Linked DNA regions of Drosophila melanogaster: region 2 is linked to region 1. Evidence: chromatin contacts called from public Hi-C data. All regions are on one chromosome and are shown on one strand. The core of a region is the stretch at or near the end of the contact, and the rest is flanking DNA. Distances in the headings are between cores, read along the strand shown. Region 1 holds the start of CG11656. Region 2 holds the start of Su(var)3-7 (Suppressor of variegation 3-7).

What was found. Hi-C and Micro-C count contacts between places; a contact is called where the count stands out from the background.
Region 2: a Hi-C map of the Kc167 cell line shows a contact between it and region 1, with 4 times the contacts expected there. The contact joins the promoter of Su(var)3-7 here to the promoter of CG11656 in region 1. A contact is called at or near these places in 20 of 107 Hi-C or Micro-C datasets (the D17-c3 cell line, the Kc167 cell line, the OSC cell line and 9 more) and 2 of 6 datasets of contacts at active chromatin or transcription factors (both in the Kc167 cell line).

The regions. Positions count from the first base shown.
Region 1 is chr3R:13,007,776-13,011,439 of dm6, forward strand. CG11656 reads left to right here and starts at 2,120. Exons shown (of 2, transcript NM_141994.2): 1 at 2,120-2,309; 2 at 2,389-3,311. The coding sequence starts at 2,230. The coding sequence ends at 3,184. CG8031 reads right to left here and starts at 3,535. Exons shown (of 6, transcript NM_141995.4): 1 at 3,357-3,535; 2 at 1,914-1,995; 3 at 1,784-1,852; 4 at 1,607-1,719; 5 at 1,429-1,540; 6 at 609-1,371. The coding sequence starts at 3,405. The coding sequence ends at 909. It overlaps CG7518, which reads left to right. Exons shown (of 15, transcript NM_169489.4): 15 at 7-629. The coding sequence ends at 380.
Region 2 is chr3R:13,261,901-13,265,894 of dm6, forward strand. It overlaps Su(var)3-7 (Suppressor of variegation 3-7), which reads left to right and starts at 2,464. Exons shown (of 5, transcript NM_079618.4): 1 at 2,464-3,400; 2 at 3,835-3,994. The coding sequence starts at 2,616. Ravus (ravus) reads right to left here and starts at 2,161. Exons shown (of 2, transcript NM_169498.3): 1 at 2,067-2,161; 2 at 833-2,006. The coding sequence starts at 2,098. The coding sequence ends at 959. CG11686 reads left to right here. Exons shown (of 3, transcript NM_143947.4): 3 at 138-327. The coding sequence ends at 221.

The DNA of each region.
Region 1 (3,664 bases), core at 870-3,369:
TTGCAGATTCCCACCTCTTCGTGCAGAACAATCTGCTGACGCGAATGGCACAGCCGGCGGTTCCGCCGGACCCATTTGGCTATGACTTCGATCCCTCCTCGGTGGTGCCGGGCGGAGGATCGAAGGCGGCCAGCGTGGCCAGCGATCTGAACGAATTCCTGCGCCGCAGCCCGCTCAGCCAGCGAACATCGCCGTACAGCCAGGACGAGAATGCCGCCGCCCTGGAAACCTTCGTGCAGAACATGAACGCACTGCAGATCGCCACGGATGCGGAGTGCTCGCGGCTGAATGGCACGGGAACTGGAGGTGGGCCGAGCGATGTGGCCTCGGCGGACGCCACCGCCGGAGGAGCTGCCAATGCGGCCGCCGCCTGGTGGTGAGCCACATGACACGAGGTGCGCTGCCTGGCCAGCAGATTGAGTTGAACTCCTCACATTCATAACAGTCTCTCACATACGCAGACATTTCATCGATGAAAAGCAGAAAGAAAAAAAAAAAAACGAAACATAAAAATTCAAAAAACCGAAAACGCATCCAAGAAATCATTCAAAATGACTTAGGAGTCAATTTCAATGTTTCAACAAAAAAGAGAAAAATAAAGAAAAATTAACTCAAATGGAAGTTCACATATCCTGCGATTGTGTGTTTTTATTCAATTCCCCTTAAATTAACTAAATCTATGCTAATAATCAAAGCTAAATTATCAAAATGAGCTTTATTTCTCCTTGCGATTTTAATTGTTAATTGTATTTTGTTATAATTGATAAAACAATGCCGACTAAATTGAAACTGGTTGGGGATTTTGGATTTATTGTTAAATTTTCAATTTGATGCTAGTAAATATAAAAACGTTACGCTTAAATAGCAAGAATTAGTTGCCGTCGAGTGGCTAAAATACTTGAGTGCTTTCACATCTCGAAGACGAGCGATCCGGAGGCGTAGCTAACGCTGGAGTCCTCAATGTCCTGACACTGGCTGCTCTGGGCGTACTTGAGGAACTTGAAACTCATCTTGTCGTAGCCCTGATCCTGCAGTGCCTTCACGGCGCCTAGCATTACTCCGATGGGATGGCGTCCGCATATCGTATTGTTGTACTTGCGCAAGTACTCGGTGAAGGAGTGCGGATTGAGCGACTCAATGATGTCCATGCCCTGCTTGTCCAGCTTCTCGATGGACTTGTGAATCGCTCCGCAGGAGCTGTCATAGTAGGTATAGCTGAAGCGATGGCCCCAGTGGCAAAAGTCGGAAGATATCACAAACAGATTGGTGGGGTCCATCAGATACGAGGACAGCAGGCTGCCGTACTGCGCCTCCTGTTCGGGATTGAGCGAACCCACCAGAATAGGCACAATGGTGAACTGATCCTTGTAGCTGCAGCAGTGCTATTACTTAGTAAAACGCCTCGAGCATATATTCAAATCCACTTACTCCTCCATCACTTTGGCAATGTAGGGTAAATGCATCTCGATGGAGTGTTCATCCTCGTCAGTCTTCATGTCCATCCAAGAAAACTTTCCAGTCTTCTCAAGCTCAGAGTTGACTAAATATAAATAATAAATGAAATCAATAAAACATGCAATGCACCTTGTATTTGCAATCGACATACTCTGAGCATCAATTTTGAGATCATAGAGGGGTGTCCTGTACTTCTTCGCCACGGATAAGGCGCAGCCACGCAGACGCACATGATGCGAGGGACCCAGTATGAAGATTCGCTTGCTGCAAGCAAAGGTTCAATAAAACCGGATTGTCTTCGCGGAAATCTCGAATGTGAACTTCTTACACGACAACTGGGCTAACTTGGCGATAGGCAAAGGCAGCGCAGGCTCCACAGTACGTATATCCAGCATGTCTGTGGAATATCAATCAGTAAGTTCAATGGTGCTTATTGCAAGAATTCGGTTAAATCTTACGGAGCAATGATGGCACGAGCCGGTCCATGGGACAAATCTGCGGCACCCAGCCAACGATCCAACTGTCTCGAGAGCTCGGCGCCTGAAAAGCAAAGTAAATACATTTATTAACGAATAAATAATATCGTAAACCATAATTCCCTGCTCAGGAATTGGTTTCAGTTTCGAAATCAACGAAAATAGTTGGCCAGTCGTTGCCTAGCAGCAAACAAACAAATATTTCCTGGTTTATAAGACTTTCACTAAATCGAGACTTATCACAGCAGCGATATAAAGTTATTAAATATTGATTTAAATTTTAGTTGAACATTCCGCGATGGAAACTGATAAGGAAAAACAAAGCGATGAGCTCATGAATCGCATTCGGAACGAGCTTACAGCTATATTATCTCAAGAGTAAGTTATCAAGTTACCCAATATATATATATATATATAAAAGAAGAAAAAAATCAATCCATTTATAATCCTACAACAGGGCTGCTGATGATTCCGACAAGGAGGCGTCACAGGAACTGCTCCTGAGTCCCAATCCGCTGCCCATTTTCGGGCCCATAAGGAAAACAAGGAAAGCAAAATCGAGGAGTTCCAAGAAGAACAATAGTAAGGCCTCCTCCTCGTCCGCTGGCAGTACAAAGAGTTCGTCGTCGGGTACCAGATCATCTGAAGATCGTTTAACTGGAGGTGGAGCCCAGGAGAAGCCATCGGATCCGGTCTCCACATCCTCGAGCTATTCGCTAAGATCAGGATATGACGCTCCGCCCGTGGAGGCCAGTGCCCGTGCCGACTTCCTTGAATCGCAAGCGGCCAAAAGCATCGACGAAGATGTCCGGAAGATGCAGCTGGAGCTCAAGCAGAGCTACGAACTCTTCCAGGGCATTGGCGAGAAATTGGAGTCGGTTAGCTTCACGGGCTTGAAGGACCGCATACGGGACCTGCACCTAAACGAATCCAACAACGAGTTGGGCAAAGCGACGACTGCAGAGCTTCAGATGATGTTCGACCAGCGTTTCCTGCAAAATCGCCTGGACAAGCTATCCACGGACGCCACGCAGGGATTCCGTCGGCATCCCGGCGAATTCGGCGACATACCCGAGCTGAGCACCTTCTTCCAGGCATGCACTCAGTTGGAACGCGGACTGGATGCACTGCGTCAGCAGCGGCGGCGCAACAGCGAGCTGGAGAAGCGTCTGTGCTGGGCCACCGAAATCGCATACGATCGCATGGACGAGATTCGCAATGCGGTTGGCTCGGATCCGGAAAAGAACTTCTGAATTGGTGACCTGTAGTTACATTTTTGGTTCACCCTAAGGTTCATTACCCGCACACAAACACACACACAGGCAAACACGCACAGGTGCAATACATATGCGTTTATCCCACACCCATAGGCGATGCAATAATTGATTGTGTTATCTTCTGGGCCGCAGCTGGGTTGTTACTCACCCGAGTCCGTGTACCAGCTGCCTGCATGGGTTGCTCTTCTGGCCGACATTTTGTGCGAGATCCCTAATCGGTCTGTTTAGTTAGTAAGAGCTATTAACTGGCCGTTACTTGTAGAAAAAACGAGTTCTTTGTTATTGGTACAGCAGTGTGACCGTCGTCTTGTTTTTGAAATAAACACGTTCTCTGGATTCGCTGATCAGCGGTCACACTTCTTCAGGGCTGCATTAAGTACTTAAATATCGTTTTTTTTTTGGTATAATCATATATACCATTAATACTTTTTTATTATTCTAAATAATAAATCACAC
Region 2 (3,994 bases), core at 1,214-3,713, 250 kb after region 1:
TTAGTCATTTGGGGAACTTATCAGACCCACAACCGGAGCTTATGGGAAACCGCGATAGCTGGCCCCGATATGTAGACCCACCCACACCCATTGCCTGGAAAAACATTGCTAACCGATTTGTTTTCTTACTTTCGCAGGGCATATCGGACATTCTGCTCCAGGGAGTCCAGTTCCCGTTCTACTGCGGGAAAGCCATGTTAGAGGGCAAGCAAGCTTTTTAAGGGGGATATTTCCCCAATATCAATTAACTAAGTGCCTTACTGATAACTCTTGTTTTCAATCATTTTTTACAATTTTACAAATAAAGATTTATTAACTTATATTTATAATTACTGGCATTTTTTCAATTGATTGATTCTGATTGATTCAATCTGATATTACATGTTGTTTGTTCGTTACAGTTGATAAATTCGCCTGATGGAGTGATTTTTACTATCTTTACCTACAGAACATACATTAAACTATCATGCGATAAACTTTTTATCACATGGTATTGTACATGCGTAATATTTACCCTTCAGAGAATTCGCTTTGTATCATTCACAATAAGTAAATCACAATTGTTACCCACACACAAGAAGTGGTTTCCATTGATTACAGCTCTTCCGTGATATCATTCTCTGAGAAAATTCACAATTTATACTTTGCTGGCAAACCAAGGTCAGGAAAACACTTTTTGAAATGCAGTTAGTGAAATATTAAAGCGAACCTAATACCTTAATGAGCCCATTTATTGGGCACTTAAATTTCTAAACGGATGAAATGTAATGAAGCCATTTCATAGAACAAAAACACCATCAGATAGATTTAAAGAATAAATGCACGCCACACTACAACAACTAATAAATAACTTTATTAATGAAAATCAGTTAACAAAATTAAAAAATGAAAGCACTAGCATATATTCTAATTGCCGTATTGAGCACGGTTTGGAACCGATTCCAAAGTCCAGGTGAATTTATTTGGTGGTAGAAGCCACTGTCGCATTCTGCTGACCACTGCCTGAGGCTTCAGCTGCTCCAGACCTGGAGTTTCCCGCGAGATCCGGAAGTCCGGCGACCTCAGAGAGCGCCTCCTGTTCGCAAAGAGCACGCAACTCGAGCTCCCCAATGAGCTGCATTACCCGGATCTTACCCTCGGTGGCCAGTTTGGGCGGCAAGTTCTTGACGGTGGCACATATGCTGTCGAAGAACAGCTCCAATGAGTCGCGCGGTGGCGTTATAGGTGACAATGGTTGCAGTTGATAAGATTGCAGCGGGCGGGCAGCATAGGAGGGCGTCGTGTGTATAGGCGTTATGGTGGCCTTGGAATTGATCTCCTGAGCTTGGCACATCCCACTGAGTGGAGTACTGTGCACTGGAACTTTTTTAATGGTGATCCTGCATGGCGGAGCTACTGTTGCTGTTGCTGAGGATGTGGGATAGGCGGAGACAGTGGTCGGAAGACTTTGAGGCCCCTCGTTGATGGTCACGTGTAGTGGCAGATAATCCAGCATGCCAGAATTCTGTGAGTCGGTCTCCGAAGTGCGGCGCTGCTGCTTAATGACGGGCTCCGTTTCGAGATCATTTTGTGCTTCCAGTTCTTGAGTCCGCTTCTCATCGTCCTCGCAGTCGCCCTCTGTTTCGTCAAGTTCTCCCTCCTCCTCATCTTCTGTCTCGTCGTCTTGGGGATCTGTTCCGTATTGTAGTAGACCCTCCTCGTCCTCGGTATCCTCCCACTTCATCGCACCGGAGCTGGATCCATTGAAGCTCGAATTGTTTGCCTTGGCTGGCAATGATTTTCTTTGTGCATTTTCCGAGTGCTTAATGCTACCCTCGTGCTTTCCCAGATCAGATCTCTTGCAGCTGAGCCTGCACTCGCACACCGCGCAGAACACGAAGTGCGGATCCGTCTCATCCGGGAGCAACCACGGATATATCGCCTGGTACTCCGGCTTTGTCTTGGGTCGAGGATATTTCAGCAGGGCGCACGGCCGGCGTGGCCTGTATTCGGAGCGTAGGGCATCTCTGGGCGGCGAATATAGTCAGTGAACATAAGACCCTGGTCTCTTACTTTGGTATACTCACAGTTTTTCCTGAGTTAACTGGAGGTTTGACATTTGGGTAGTCTTTTCCAAAATATAAACAAAATCCAGTGAGGTATGACCGTGCGCACATGCATAGAAATACCGCATAACCCGTTTTGCACATGCTGTAAGAGTTGTCACCCACACCGGTTGTTTGTTTCTACACACTTTATTTTAAATATTCAACGATATATGAATCATATGCTAATGCATGTAATTTCTTTATATGCTTTCTAAGCATAATGTTCATGTAGTTATTAAATAAATAATTGCAGTTATACTATGAACAGTACGTTTTAAGACCGTTCTCAATAAAGTGACCAGTCCAGTCCCTCAGTTGCATTTTATGTATTTTTTGAACTTCCTTAGTATATGGTCCTTAGCCCGCCGGTTTAATGCAACAGTACGGTCACATTGGCCATCGCCTTGACAGCGATTCTGAGTTTTCGCTTGCGATTATTTTTATTTTTTTAGTTTATAACCGTATACTGTGATCTCCCAAAAGCTAACAAATATTAGAGCAAAGTGCCTGGATAACCAGTATCTCGTGATGGATCGGGATTCGAGCATGCAGGCGAAAAACCTAGATGCTCAATGCAACCCAGACCTCAAAATGGCGTCTGCAAATTCAGAAACTTTAGCGTCGGCAACGCACGAGCTGAAAATTATGGACGTAGAGGGTGGTGCTCTGGTGGATCCGGATCACATCGAGGAAGTGGAGACCTCCATGGTCATCGTGGTGGATGATGACGATGGGGATGTGGCCATGGTGGTGGAGGAGGACAAGCACCCGATGCGGGATGACCCGTGTATTGAGGACATCATGGATGACGAACATGCTCCATTGGTGGCCGAGCTACAGTCCGCTCTAAATAACCCAGACGACAAACAGGCCAGCGAGGATCCCCTCCTGGAAGACCAGGAACGTGAACCCGATGCCATGTCCACTAAAACTGAACCCTCCAGCGATGCGGAGAGCTCCCATTCGTACCACGATCCCATGGGCCTGCTGGAGAGGATTGAAATCCATGATCCGGGAGACAGCCAGGATGACGACGACGAGGATGACGAAAGCAGCAATGGCGGTGGCGTTGACGGAGGCATGCGCCGCAAGATGCCCCGCGCACAGCGCTGGCTCCTCTGGATGAAGCGTTGGCCCTGGATCCTACACGAGGACTCCGATGGCACCTTAGCGTTCTGCCTTTACTGCAACATATCCATTAACGTGAACAACCGCTCTAGACACATCCAACAGCACAACGTGTCGCTCTCCCACCAGGAACGCGAGTGCAACTATCTGGCATTCAAGAAAAGTGAGGAGGAAACTCGAGGAGCGTAAGTGTCACAGTTTTAAAGATTACAAAAAAGAGTACAGAAATCTAAAATTCGGAGAAATCAAGTTAATTAATCCGCCGTATAAAGTAAAAGCTCAACTCTTCAAATGCCTTTCACTTTGTAAAGGGTTTGTACCGAAATCCAGAAAGCCCACTGTAGTGTGAAAAAAACTGCCAACTTAATGAAGGGAGCACTGCTCCGAGTCCGCATTAATTTTCCAACGTGTAGCAATTGTTTGACACAAAGAAACTGGTGTATGATAGGCTTGGTCGCGGTTCAGAATAGATTTTACATATATTACACTCCCTGCTTTCAATGAGGGTAGCTCTACTCGTAATGTTAGTAAGATTTGCACCTTTAAAAAACGAAATACCGAAATCATATTGAGATCACCGAAAGTTTGCGAACACTTATTAACTCCCAATTATCCGTAGAATCAGCGACAACGAAATCAAGCACGAATTCGGCACCAAGAGCTATGTGGCCGCCATGAAGCAAAAACGAATCTCCGAGACCGAGGCATTTAACAACTTCAACTGGCTGCGTTGGCTCCGTTGGCATCCTTGGCTTGAACGTTCCATGCCCACAGGGACC